2 separate regions of the Gossypium hirsutum genome follow, and region 2 is linked to region 1. Evidence: chromatin contacts called from public Hi-C data. All regions are on one chromosome and are shown on one strand. The core of a region is the stretch at or near the end of the contact, and the rest is flanking DNA. Distances in the headings are between cores, read along the strand shown.

Region 1 (7,105 bases), core at 2,590-5,089:
TCCATCTGCGCAAGAACTGCTTGCATCTTAATCTGCCACAATGCAAATCTGGTGTTGCGATCCAACAGCGGAATTTCATACTTCAAAGATGCCATTACCGTGATCGAGATGAACAACCCGAAAGTTCTGATACTAATTTGTGAAAAAATAAAATAAAATAAAGAACACACAGATTTTTACGTGGAAACCCTTTCGGGAAAAACCACGGGCAGAGGAGAAGAAAATTCACTCTGTCGAATTCGAATGATTACAAGAGGATTAGACTATGTCTATTTATAGGCTTGTAAAGTCGTATTCTAGTAAGATTGAAACAACTTATTCTAATCAATATAAAATAGATGGAGTTTAATAAGGTTTAAAAAAACCTTATTCTAAAATAAAATAAAAGAAGTGTAGTTCTGTATGGATTTTACTTTTATTTTATTTTACCACTGTATTTTATTTAAATAAGGATTCGGGTCATTTAATTCTAACATTAATGAACCTGAATAATTATTTTTATAGCAATAAACAACTGAACAAGCAACTTACAAGAAATGAGAAGTAAAGAAAATTTAAGATAAGATAGAAACACACTTTTGAGAATGTAACTTCAACTGATTTTTTTTTCGAATAAAGATAAATAATAACCTAATTTTAACACCGTAAGCTATGATATCAAATGGTGCGATTTTTAAGTAATTTGAACCCAAAAAGAGTAATGAGACCCAAAAATTCAATTTAGAACAAGGATGCCTTTGGATTGTTCTAAACCAAATTCTAGAATATCAAAGAACCTTGACCATTATAAAAAGATATGATCCAAAGGTATAAAAAAGAAAGTAGCTGTCATACTCAAGAAAAAAAAGGTTGTGAGTGATAAAACATAGGTTAGAATGCCATAAGAAAGATCTTAATAAGTTCTAAAAAGTTGGTTGAACAACAAAAAAAAAAAGAAAATACTCCCCAAATATATTAGGTTTAAAATCGTTTGTTGCAGACTCATATCCCACTATTTTTACTTGGAACAACCGTCCAAGAATAGAAAAAATCATATTTAAAGCAACAAACTAATATATGCATGAATCCAACAATACAACGAATCTAGAAAGAGATAAATGGTTGCATATGACGAATATGACTTAACCAACCATATAATGCATCTAAAAGCGACTAAATGACTTTGATAAGAAATAAATATATCCCATGGATGCTTTGAGCAAAGGTCGCGAATTTAAAAACTAAATAGTCATTTCAATTTGCCTTTATAACATTAAATATGCCTTGATCTTTATTTGGTCCAAAATTGGACCTTTTTTTTTTCATAATCAACCCATATCCCTTGGATTAGCCCATTAAATGTTTCTCTGAATCGTCTAACTATTGCTTTTGTAATTGACCCATTTGGAACATGCAATGGATGTTTTAAGTGTTGCTCATTTATTCTCATCAGGGGTGACATACTTGAAACCGTATTTAGTTAATCCAAACTCGAGAGAGTACTTGGTGTATCATTTTCAATCACAATTTATATTTTTTTTATTCATATAATAACAGGAAAAGAAAAAACCGATCATAGTTGTCACTGGTTTTTTATTTTATTTTTTGCAGTTATTCATGTTGGCTTAGCAAGCTTGAGAGAAATTTTTTTTTTTTGGCACTTATCAACTTATGGGAGAAATGGAGAATCTTATTTTACGTTTGAGTTCATTCAAGCTTTATTTTACAATGAAATTTCATAACAAACATAATTTAGTAAAATTTGTATTTAAATATTATATTTTAATTAGGTAAGATAATATAACACACTTTATATTCCATCTCGTAATTTTATATTATCATAATTCCTTGAATCATGTAATCTTGTAATAATACACTATTAAATCTATTGCAAGTTGCAACAACTAACAACAAAAACAAATAGTATTGAATTTGGATATCTTTGGCCAATTAATATTTAAATTCCAAGGAATATGATGGACCACCCGACTCATGTAAAAAGCCAGAAATGTCCTCCATTTTCTGTTACCATTAATTAAGTACTAATTAATACTTAATAAATAACTATTGTTATTATTATTTGGAGGTGTGCTTTTCAACACGTACCATCTTTTGTATTCAAAGATTCAAGAGTAAAAATAATAATAAATGAATTTGATGTAAAAAAATAAAAAAAAAATCAAATTTTCTAAAAATCGAAATCAAATTAACTTTATTTTGATAAAACCAAATCCATATTTTTGGATGGGTCCGATGAAATTGAAATGAAAAGAAATTTAAGATTTGAAGATAACATGGTATTAGGGATTAATATTTTTGGGTTTAATTTAATTTTTTGGTATTGATATAAATTCTAATTTAATTTAAGTTTTTCAATACCAAAACTTATCCTACTTCACTGCCTTCCTAAACTGTTTGGTTTAGTGTATACAAATTAATGGATAATTTAAAAAATTATTTTTTTTATTCTTGCTTTGTTGAATGACTATGAAGGCCAAGGTAAATCCCATTATTACACAATCAACCCCAAAGTTTTCCCATTCTTTTTTACATGGATAAAAATATCAAAAATTTCTTACTAAAGCAGTATCAATGACCCAATGTTGACCATCAGTTCGGATGTTGAGATGATTCATTTGCGCAAACAAATTGACTGCCCTTCTTACCCCATGGTTATCCGCGGCGGTAAAATAATCATGCCCAAAAATCACCCCACCGGGTTTCAATATCCGATACGCTCCGTTTATATCTCCCCAAGCGGATATGAAATCATGACCCGCATCTATTTCTAATAGATCCGCCATTATTCCCCATTCACATAGCTTCTCTAGACCCGATCTTGTCGAAAACGGTACGGGTAAAACCGACCCGGTTGCGTTGAAATAAACCACATTTTGCATGAACTGTTGAAGCAACATAACGTCGCCGTTTATGTCGTTAATGTATTTGAACCGGTCTCTGAAACCCGGCCATCCACGGAAATCGTCGAGGCATAGTATCTGTGTTTGGAGTCCGAGTTTCCGAGTCACGTTCACCATGTGAAGAGCTGACGCGCCTAAGAAAGTTCCCACTTCGACGATGAGTTTGGGTTTGACTCGTTTTATTAAGTGCTCGAAAACGTCACCGTTAGATCCCCAACCTCTGATTCTTTTTGGTTTTAGGATGGAACGGAGGTGGGGTGGTGGGAAATCGGTGTAAGGGGAGGAACCTTTGAAGACTCGTTGAAGAATCGTTGGGAAGACGAGATGGGGTGGGAGAGGTGAGTTGGAACAGTGAGGGGCGACTCGGAAGTTGTCGAGTTGGGTTGGTAAGCTAGCGAGTTGAAAGACAGAAGGCGGCGGAGGAAGTGGTGGTAGTGGTGCAGGAGGAGAGGAGTGAGAGAGGTAGCCCAAGGTGTAACTGAGCAAGACGATGATGACATACACGGTGGTATAAGTGAAGAACTTGGTGGTTATAAAAAGCTTGTTTCTTTGGTGGTTATGGAGGTGAACAGGGCGTTGTTGGTCTTCTCTCATGGCGGTTTCTGGTTTTTGCTTTTTCTTGCTCAGGTCTTCTAAAATCAAAACACAGAACAAGAAAGTTAAAGAAAAGGCCTTTCCTTTTCCAGCATTGGTTCCGTGCCAAATGTTTTGAGAGTGATTTTTGTGCTTCATTTTCACCATTGAAAGCTGACATCTAAAGAATATGTTAAAGAATTTTCAAGTTGATTTTGTTTTCTTCTTTGTACTTTGATTCTAATCTTAATTGTTAAGAGACATAGCATCTATAGCTCATTTTACCATGCTCGATGCGTTTGTTTTACAATCAATGAAGTTTTGCTTTTTGCTTTTTTACTAAAAGATGCATTTCTAAAGGCCGAATACAATGGATGAGATAAGCCAACAGATTTTTAGCTTCTTCAACATGAAAGGTTCCACTTTGACAACCATGACCTGGATTTACAAAGTAATTTACAAAAGCAAAACCAGGAAAAAGCAATGTAATTTTCAACTGGATCACAATTTAGATACAAGCTGCAAACTTTTATAGGTTATTACAAAATGACAGCCTCAGAGGTAGTGACCACATGCTCGTATATATCACCTCCTTTTACAACAAAACCATCGTTGTCTTAACAACCTGTTGTTTAATTCGTTGGCATGCCAACAACCTCTCAACAAGAGTTAAACTACCTAAACTGCTACATTAAAGAGCAAGTTGAAGGTTTTAATTCTACAACAGTCTATGAGATGACTACCAGAGGAATACAAATTCTATTGTAAAATAAACCTACCATCACAGTCACTTTCCCTCCTCGGCTCTGTCGCCGGTTGTGCTGCCCTGTCCATTGGCACCGGTTTCAGGGTTTTGCTTGTTTCCAGCACGTCCATCACTTGGGCCTGAAGATTGAGGGGGGCCAGCACTGCAGCCACCTCCAAGACTGGCCTCGGAATGCATGGGATGCATGCCATTATTGGGTCCTCCAGGCCTGATTCCCATTTGACCTTGCATGGCTTGCTGATGCTGTTGGTGCAGGAGATGCTGAGGGTCTTGCATTTGATGTGGGTTATTGAATTGCAATGGCACCTTTTGAGGGTACATGCCAGGTTGTTGTGCCATTGCAGCAGCCTGAGGATGTTGCATAAAATATCCTCCGGTTGGAATTGCAGGATGTGGTGCCATCTTTGATGATGGAAAATGTGTCAGGAAGCAGTGTAGCAGCGGATAGATTAGAAGAAAGAAGTTATCTTAACACTCACCTGAGGAGGCATTGTTGGCATCGATTGCGGTTGCGCATCCGCAATAGCAGCTAAATACATCAAATTTTTTTGCAGCTGAGCTTGATACCTACATCATCAAAATCTTGTATAGGTACACTGCCTAGATATTGCACATGTAAGCATATATGCATGTGCGAATGATGTATACAAAGAAAAACCAATACAATAAACTTGGTTTCCATCACGAATCCTTGATAGCACATTTGCAGAAAAACCAAGCTAATGTATACAGATGACAAATAATATAGTGATCATTAATTAGTTCTATAAATGCTCTTGATGCAAGATAAATGGCAACAAGAACCAAATCGGGTTTGGTTGGAGTGGAGATTTTACCATCCGTATATGCATTACAAGGCTCAGACATATCCGCAGAAGACTCATCCCAGTTTGGATCTAGGAAACTCCCAATTCGAGTCCCACTTTCAACTAAAAACACACACAATTATCTAGGAAGGAAGAATTTACAACTAATTGACGATAACATTAAATACTTCAGTTTGAGGTATGTGAACCATAATACATCCTACAGCATCTAGCACTTTCAACAAGCCGCTTCCAACTTAAAGCAAACATATATAATAAACCTCAAACATTAACTTAAAGATGCAGCATGCGCCACTAAGGTAGATAAAAGAAGAAACTGAAATTTATAAATCACTTACTGCGCACATTCAGCAAGTTTTCCAAGATTCTGATTGTCCAAAATTGCCAAAATCAACTTCTTATTCTCATCAAGATACTGGTAAGAATGAAAATTAAAATACAAGAACTTAATGAATCATAATATACTCCATTTTTAAGCATTAAGTGAAAGATATTGTGAATACACACAACAAATAGCGAAAACAGACAAAAACAACAGAAACAGTAAAGCCATACATTACACCATATATGGTTTTTCTAGAGTTTAGGCACAACAGAAAAAAGGACCGAACCAAGGAAAGGATAGCCCCTTCAATAAGAAGTTGCTGAATAGAAAGAATAGCTGGATTTCATGTATGCCTTTGAGCAGATCTATCGGTTTTTGTTTTCAAATCATTGAGTTCAAACAAATATTTCATTGCATTAAAGAATCAAAACACTGAGAATCAAATCGAAAAGGGCAAAAACACTGTTCATTCTCCCCCAACATCAAGCATAACTGTTTGTTACACCATACGCAACTCACCATTCAAGATGGTCCAACTATATCGCTCCGCATTACCAATAACTTCCATTCATTTCTCTATTTCACTCATCAATTTTATCGCACCTTTTCAAACTGAATACCAACCACCATTCCATCCCAAATAACTACCATTAAAAGCACAATCAACTCTTCCATGTCATAAACGTTATGTTCATAAAATCCAACAAAAGGCCTTCATTTGTTTTTCTTTTGGAACAGATAAAAAAAAGGGTTTCTTCTATCTCATACATAACTAAAGATTACCCAAAAAAATTACAAGTTCGAGATCAACATCTCCTTCCTCAACAACCCCATAACTATAACATACTAACATTAAACACAATACATGGACAATAACGAAAAAAAGAAAATATATATACAAATATACACACCTTCTGAATCTGTTCAGTAGTAATATTAGTAGGTGGATATGAAGGCATGACAGGAATCATTTGGGGTGGCTGCGGCATCTTCGTGTGAACTTTTACTTTACTCCAAAAGAAACCCTAAACCTAATCACCATGAAAAAAAATTCCCCCAAAAAAACATCTCAATCAAATATAGATAAATATTAAACAAAAAAATGGAAAAAAAAGGGTATGTACTATTTTTTTTACCGTGTTTGAGCAGATGAGTGTGGAGGATGTCCTCCGTTTTTTGCTTTTTGTTTTTTTTTTCAAATTAATTTAATTCTTGAAATAGGGTTTTTACTTAGTGACGATGGTTGAGGAATTTAAGACGGGGGATATATAAATATCCTAGAAAAAGGGTAAAATGGATAAAGCCGAAGAAAAAGAAGCTAGATTTGGTCCATGTCTTGTTGTGTTCTGTTTGTTGAAAGACAAAACTCACCCGAATAATGATTTTTTTTTCGATTTAATTTGTGTATAATATTAATTTAAGGGTTAATTACACCAAAATCACTATATTATTAGTAAACTTATGTTTTGGTTATTCAACTTCAAAAAGTTACAAAACGGTCATTGAACTATTTAAAAGTTTCTCTTTAAATTATTGAATTATTCGAAAGTTTTTATTTAAGTTACTATGTTGTTAAGTTTTGATTTGATGATCGCTATGGTGGATCAATACCCATCAACAAGTAAGACATATCTTAGATCCAAGTCATTTTGATGGTCAATGTTGAAGATCAAAGAAGACATTATTTGGATTTTGATTCGTAGATTCGTAATGT
Region 2 (6,788 bases), core at 940-3,439, 360 kb after region 1:
GCTTTTTGGAAGAGAACATTATTCTCTTCTCCATATTGACCTCCATTGATATGTATATCAACAAGTTTCTATTTAAAATTAAACTATTATGTAAATAATATATCAAATAAAATTTCAGTTTACTGAATAATATTTAAGTATCATAATTTAAATTACTTTTTATATTTTTCTTATATTAGATCACATATAATTATAAATAAAACACATTATAAATATTTTATTTTAAAAAATCACTCATGTCATAATTCTTTTTTTAAATATGTCGTTTTTCTTTTTCTTTTTGACATTTAGCTTTTATTGTTTTAATTTGTTCCCAACGCCTTTCTATGCTAGTAGGGTTTTTTTTTTGTTTATATATTATTAACATATTTATTTCAGTTCATTAATATTTCCATAAAAATACTTGATTTTATTTTTTTAATAGCTTATTCGTTAAGAAAAATAAAAGGGAAAAAAGAAAGAAAGAAATGAACCATTAAATTTGAAAAAGAAAAGTTAGGAGAGTATCATTGAATGAATATAAAAAAAAATCTCATATATGTAGGTAATCATTCAATGATTTGGGACCCAAATTGTATTCACCTAAAATTATTTTATATTATTATTAGGGTAATTTTTTTGGGAGAAATTTTTAAAGAGTCATCTTCGGGAACATTGACCTGCTCCCTTAATATGAAATATATTATCTCTTGGAGAGGGTCTGGCCTCTTTTTCCACCCCCTACACGCAAAGAGCTGTGATTGGGATAGGGGATCGAATCCCACTAAGGGCAAGACGCACACGTCGCTTCTTTGTGGGTGACCGTAAGTCCACCTCAGTGAGCCGTACACAATTCTCAATAGAAGCAGGCATGGTGTCTTCAAAGATGACATTTGAAAACTTCTCTCAAAAAAATCAATCCCCTTTTACAATTATTCAAGTTGTTCTTAATTTTTAAATAATTATTTTTGTTTAATAATTATTAATTATATATCTTAAGAATACAATGTAAAGTAAGAATATAATGTAATCAGTTTACTCATAAGATAATAGTAAAATTATTCCTTATAGAAAAGTAAGGGGGACCGTCTCGCCCGGCAACCCCACCCTCATAGATTTGCCCACTACCATTTTGGCCAAGAACTATAAGTGACAGCTATGGTGGATGGTTTCTTGGATCCTGAATTTCCAGCTCTCATCCGTAGAATATAGTTTAATCATATGATCAAACTATCAATTCATGTCATCCCAAGGAGAATAATGGCCATAAACACTTAAGGATCCATAAAAAAATGGAGAAAGAGGAGCTGAAAGACAGTGAGAGTTACCTGTGAGATTACCCCAAGAACTCCAAGCGAAACCTTAGCTGCATCGAGATCTTTGTCTCTCTCATTCAACACCCACACCTTAGCATATCCATCTTCAGCTTTTGCAGGGCTTACAATTCTCATCTCCACAACATAATCATGAACTGAACTCCCTTTCCCCCACAAGGAGCTCCCATGAGCGCCTGTACCTAAAAGGCCACCAATGGTCAATCCCCACCAATACGGTGCGTAAGGCAATGCGAAACCAGCCTTAGCTGCTTCAGTAATCAGTTGCCTCAACGTCACACCGCTCTCCACAGTCATCGTCATTGCCTCCGTGTTGGTTTTCAATACACGGTTAAGGTTCTTGGTGCTAACAAGCAACCCATCTTGGCCGTCGGGACAGACCAACTTGGGAATGCTGTGAGAGAAATGTGTCACCACTTTCATTTTCCTTTTGGATTTAGTTGCCGCCGATACGATCGAAACCAGCTCTTGTTCTGACGTTGGGTAAGCCACGTTCCCCGCTCTGCAAATGGCTCGGTCGGGGAACATGCCGTAAGAGTTTGTGACGGTGCAGTTGGAATCTTTGGTGGAACATTTGACGGGCTCCCCTGGGGGATTGCAACCCACTAAAACAACTAACAGACAGAGGCATTTCCATAGGAGAAGCACATTGAACTTGTTTGAAAACAACATTGGTATAGCTGGCATGGTTGATGGAAACTAATAGACAGAGGCTTTATAATCGATTGATTTTTCCACTCTAAAATATTTCGTATTTACCCGCAAATTCACACTTTGTTTAGCGTAGAAGGGGCTTCTCGCAATAAACTCAAGTATGTTTTCAAAAATGCTTCCAAGTTAAGGACTATTGAAAACGTTACTTAATTGCCTTTTTCTTAATGGCATTTTATGGAGCAACAGTTCTTATTTGAAAAAATAATCATAAACCCTACAAAAATTAATATTTATTTTATTATTTCTTGATATTTTTTTTAAGTTAATGATAAGGTGTGTGTTTCAATGGAATTTGCAGTCCCTGTAATTTGTTGCGTTTCATTTTCTACTTTTTGCCCTCTTTTGTGTCAAGTTACGCACAAGTGAAATTATTTAGATTGTAAAACAAATCCATTGGCTGCACATGCTCCAACCTCATAGCTGGGGATGAAACTAAAAGTAGTATGTAGGACGGCTATTATTATTTTGGAGTAAAAAATCAATTAACATAAATCACATTTGAATAGTCGAAATCAAACACACCAAATAGACCAGTTCATATGATATCTCATTTTCCCATCTATCATCGTACTTAGAAAACAACCAAATAGGGAAAAGGAGTTAATTTGAAGAGATTTCTTTGCTGTATTCACTTGTTTACATGCATCACAAAACAGAGAAACTACTGTCCTTTCCTCTCTTTCTTTGATCGTCATATACATTTTTTAAGGTTAATTTCACCTTACATCTCAAACTCTAAAATATTCTAAATTGAATCAGTAAAGTTTATATAGAATGTATTGAAATCACCCCGTCAAATTTTAAACACGTGTGACACTAGCAGAGGTGAATACCCAAAATATATATATAGAAAATACCCTTTTTAGTACTGACCCAAAAAAACAAAGATATTTCAAAATTTTTATAATTCATTTCTGCCGCTTTAAAAAATTTCTAAATTTAACAACTATTTTAGGGTAATTTACTAAAAAAGCTCATTTCTAAAATTATTTATGGAAATGGGCCAATTTTTTATTATTTATCAGAAAGGTCTGAATTCCCCGAAAATGCGTTCATGTAAGCGCAAAGTCAGGGGACGTGTCGGCAAAATGCTCCCCCAGGGACACGTTTTGCCCCTTTTTTAGGGTTAGAGTTTTTTGTGCTTGATTTAGGGTTTTAGGGTTAGGGTTTTAAGAGTTAGGGTTTTATTGTGTTTAAGGTTTTAGGGTTAATTAAATTAGGGTTTAGGGTTAATTAATTAAATTAACTATTAATTTAAAAAATTAATTAAATTAGGGTTTAGGGTTTTTAGGATTAATTAATTAAATTAGGATGCACTATCAGCAAAATTACTAAAAAAAACTCCCACGTTGACGCTCTTTTGCTACAGTAGTATCTGAAAAAATAATTTTGAGAAGACATTTCTAAACAAATAGTGTCCAAAATGCTTCAAGCATGATGCACTGTAAGCAAAATTATTGAAAAAAGTTCCCACATGGACGCTCTTTTGCTAGAATAGTATCTGAAAAAATAATTTTGAGAAGAAGTTTCTGAACAAATAGTATCCAAAACACTTCAAGCAGGATGCACTATCAACAAAATTACTGAAAAAAACTCCCACGTGGATGCTTTTTTGCTACAGTAGTATCTGAAAAAGTAATTTTGAGAAGACGTTTTTGAACAAATATTGTCCAAAAAGCTTCAAGCAGGATGCACTGTCAGTAAAATTACGTAAAAAGCTCCCACGTGGATCCACTTCAAAAGCCCGGCCTCGATAGTGCAGAAGTTGCATTATTTTCTGAACCAGAGCCTGTTCCAACCATACCTGAAGATGTTGAAGGGGGTTCAGATGAAGAAGAAGATCCGCGATTCAAGGCGTACTCTCCTCCATCCCTAATGCATAATGTCGATCTATCTCAAGATAATGCGTTGGAATTTCTAGATCTACCACACAGAATGCATGACAGTACAAGTTCGTTATTGGATTCGGTTGAATTTGAAGTTGGTAGGGAGTTTTCCAATAAGGATAGTTTTCTTGGTGCATTGAAACAACATAGCATCATGGACGGGGTTAACTACAATGTGGTTAAATCCAAATCCGATAAGTTTGAGGCCAAGTGTACAGTGCAAGACAGTACATGTTCATGGAAAATCATGGCCTCGTTGAGCAAAAGGACAAGCTTGTGGGAGATAAAAAAGTACTAATGTCCACATACATGTGTCGGCAGTACAGTATCACTAGGTGTTTAGGGTTTTTGAATAATACTATTATTACATAATGTTGCATTATTTAACGTACTTCGTTGACAGGTGTTTCACAAGATCATCCCAAGATGGATTCAGATATGTTAGCTAGCTTAATACTACCGACGGTGAAGGGGGATCTCAAGACTTTAGTGCCGGTCTTAATTGCCAATATTCGTAGCCAATTGAGGTACACGCCCTCTTATCGCAAGGTTTGGATAGCTAAGCAGAAAGGCGTTGGAAAAAATGTATGATAAGTGGGATGCTTCATATAATGAAGTGTGGCAGTGGTGTCAGGTGCTGGAGAGATATGTCTCAGGTTGCATAACAGCCTTGAAACGACACCTGCGTACTGCAACGACCGATTGCTCTGTGGATGCCAAGTGTTCAAGCGTCTATTCTAAAACTTTAAGCAATGCCGGGATGCATTTCTATATTGCAAGCCATTGGTGCAAATTGACGGTACCTTTATGTATGGTAGATATACCCATCGGCTATTGTTAGTTATGGTACAGGATGGCAATAGGAGAATCCTTCCAATCGCATTTGCAATAACACCGGGGGAGTCAGCTGATGATTGGGATTTCTTTCTTTTTAGGTTAAGGAGGCATGTCTAGCCCCAACCTAATATCTGCGTTATATCAGATCGGGGCACTGGAATACTAGCCGCAATTGAGCGACAGGGAAGCTAATGGCATTGCACACACCATCGGTATTGCCTAATGCACGTTGCGTCTAACTACTATAGGTAATATCGATCTACAACTGAACGACGGCAAGTGGTCAACATGGGTATTTAATCTCTATTAATATAATTTCATTTGTAATATTCAATTTATTATGAATGGAAGAGTGGTATGTAATTTTTGTTATCAACTTATATTGGCAGGGTATGTGATAAGTAAGGACCGTTTTCATGAGATGTTAGCGGTTTTACGTTCAGTTAACGAAGAATACGTAGATTACCTCTGTAACATACCTTTCGAACAGTGGACACAAGCATACAACGGTGGCCTATGATATGGTCATATGACCTCAAACCTGGCTAAATGTATAAATTCTGTTCTAAAAGGAACGCGTCATTTGCCAATAACATCGGTTATGCAAGAGACATATTTTCATTTAACGACACTATTTTCAAAGCGCGTTGTGAGTTATAAAGGCCAAATGCAGGGAGGTCATGTATGGTGCGCGAAGGTATTGCAATAAATTAACATAGCGAAGGCACGGGCCAACACCATGCACACAGTATGTCATGATCATGACAACCTATGGTTTCGTGTAACGGAGTTTGACAGACCAAACCAAGGTATTATTAGCGGGCAATATCGTGTGCAATTGAGAAATAGGACTTGCGACCAGGGGACGTTTGACGAACTACGTTATCCATGCGCTCATGTAATTATAGCTTGTCAGAATCTCCATCTGGATCTCATAAGCTATGTCGATGAAGTGTACAAAATAGAATATATGTACAACGTGTGGAGACACGTATTCCCACCAGTCCCAGATGAACGTAAGTGACCGTCTGTATCGCTTGCTCCGTTTAAGCTATTACTAGATAGAGAATTGCGTCGCAAACCAAAGGGTCGACCTTCCTCGAATAGAATACGTAATAATATGGATATCCAAGAAGCAACAAACCAATAGAAGTTGTGCGGATGGTGTAGGAACCCAGGCCATACAACTCGATCATATCCAAATCGGATTAGTTGATAGTTGTTGTAATAAAATAATGTTGCATTATTTATATTTTATTAAAAATATAAAAAAATATTGCCTTACTCAAAAGAACATTTATTTTATTAAAATTATAAAAAGTAAATTACAATTAAAATATTAAAAACAACTTTTATTTTATTAAATGAAACAATATAAAAAAACTTTGTACAAATATATTAAAAAAATCGATGTTGGTGCCGGTCGGAATCAGTGCCACATGGGGGTCGTCGTCGGTTACGTACTAGATTCCTCCTTGGTTCAGCTTCGGTGGGGATTGTGGTTGCTCCAGCGGGGATTGTGGTTCCTTCGGTAGGAGATCTGGTTGTGAGTGTTGGGAAGATGACCCACCTTGATAGAATAATGAATGCAGAGGTGTTTGTATCACCTATGGCGAAGGTGTTTGAATCCCATAAGGCGGTGGGGATTGGTAAAAAGAATAGTTCCTTGACGGCGCCTCGTGCGATCCCTCATGTGACGATGACCTATTGATTGGTGATTGACTCGGAGTAATCGAAAACAGAGATGAACCGGACCATACATTCCAACCTGTCATAGGACTGGGAAAAGGAAATATATAAGAGTTAGGATACATATAATGGTTAGGATACGCACCTAGCATAATCTGACAAGACTGTGATATGGGTGTTGCTGTTGAAATGTTGGGTCTGGTGACTGTGTGGGCGCTGTTGATGGGCCCAGTAATTGTGTGGGCGCTATTGATGGGCCCCATCGTCATCCTTTTTTCTTGAATTCAAAAGGCCTCGTTGTTTCCTTTGGATACGAATTTGCTGTCGCCTCTCCTTTTCCAACAGTAAA

The links. A called contact is a pair of places that touch in the nucleus more often than the background predicts.
Region 2: a Hi-C map of leaf shows a contact between it and region 1, with 2.4 times the contacts expected there. The contact joins the promoter of LOC107923325 here to the promoter of LOC107923274 in region 1. A contact is called at or near these places in 3 of 34 Hi-C or Micro-C datasets (all in leaf).

What each region holds. Positions count from the first base shown.
Region 1 is chrA12:82,296,206-82,303,310 of Gossypium_hirsutum_v2.1, forward strand. It overlaps LOC107923274, which reads right to left and starts at 3,840. Exons shown (of 1, transcript XM_016853488.2): 1 at 2,422-3,840. The coding sequence starts at 3,641. The coding sequence ends at 2,544. It overlaps LOC107923287 (GRF1-interacting factor 3), which reads right to left and starts at 6,764. Exons shown (of 5, transcript XM_016853496.2): 1 at 6,528-6,764; 2 at 6,303-6,422; 3 at 5,405-5,481; 4 at 4,719-4,806; 5 at 3,960-4,641. The coding sequence starts at 6,380. The coding sequence ends at 4,261.
Region 2 is chrA12:82,654,781-82,661,568 of Gossypium_hirsutum_v2.1, forward strand. It overlaps LOC107923325 (probable L-gulonolactone oxidase 6), which reads right to left and starts at 2,190. Exons shown (of 4, transcript XM_016853532.2): 1 at 1,308-2,190. The coding sequence starts at 2,000.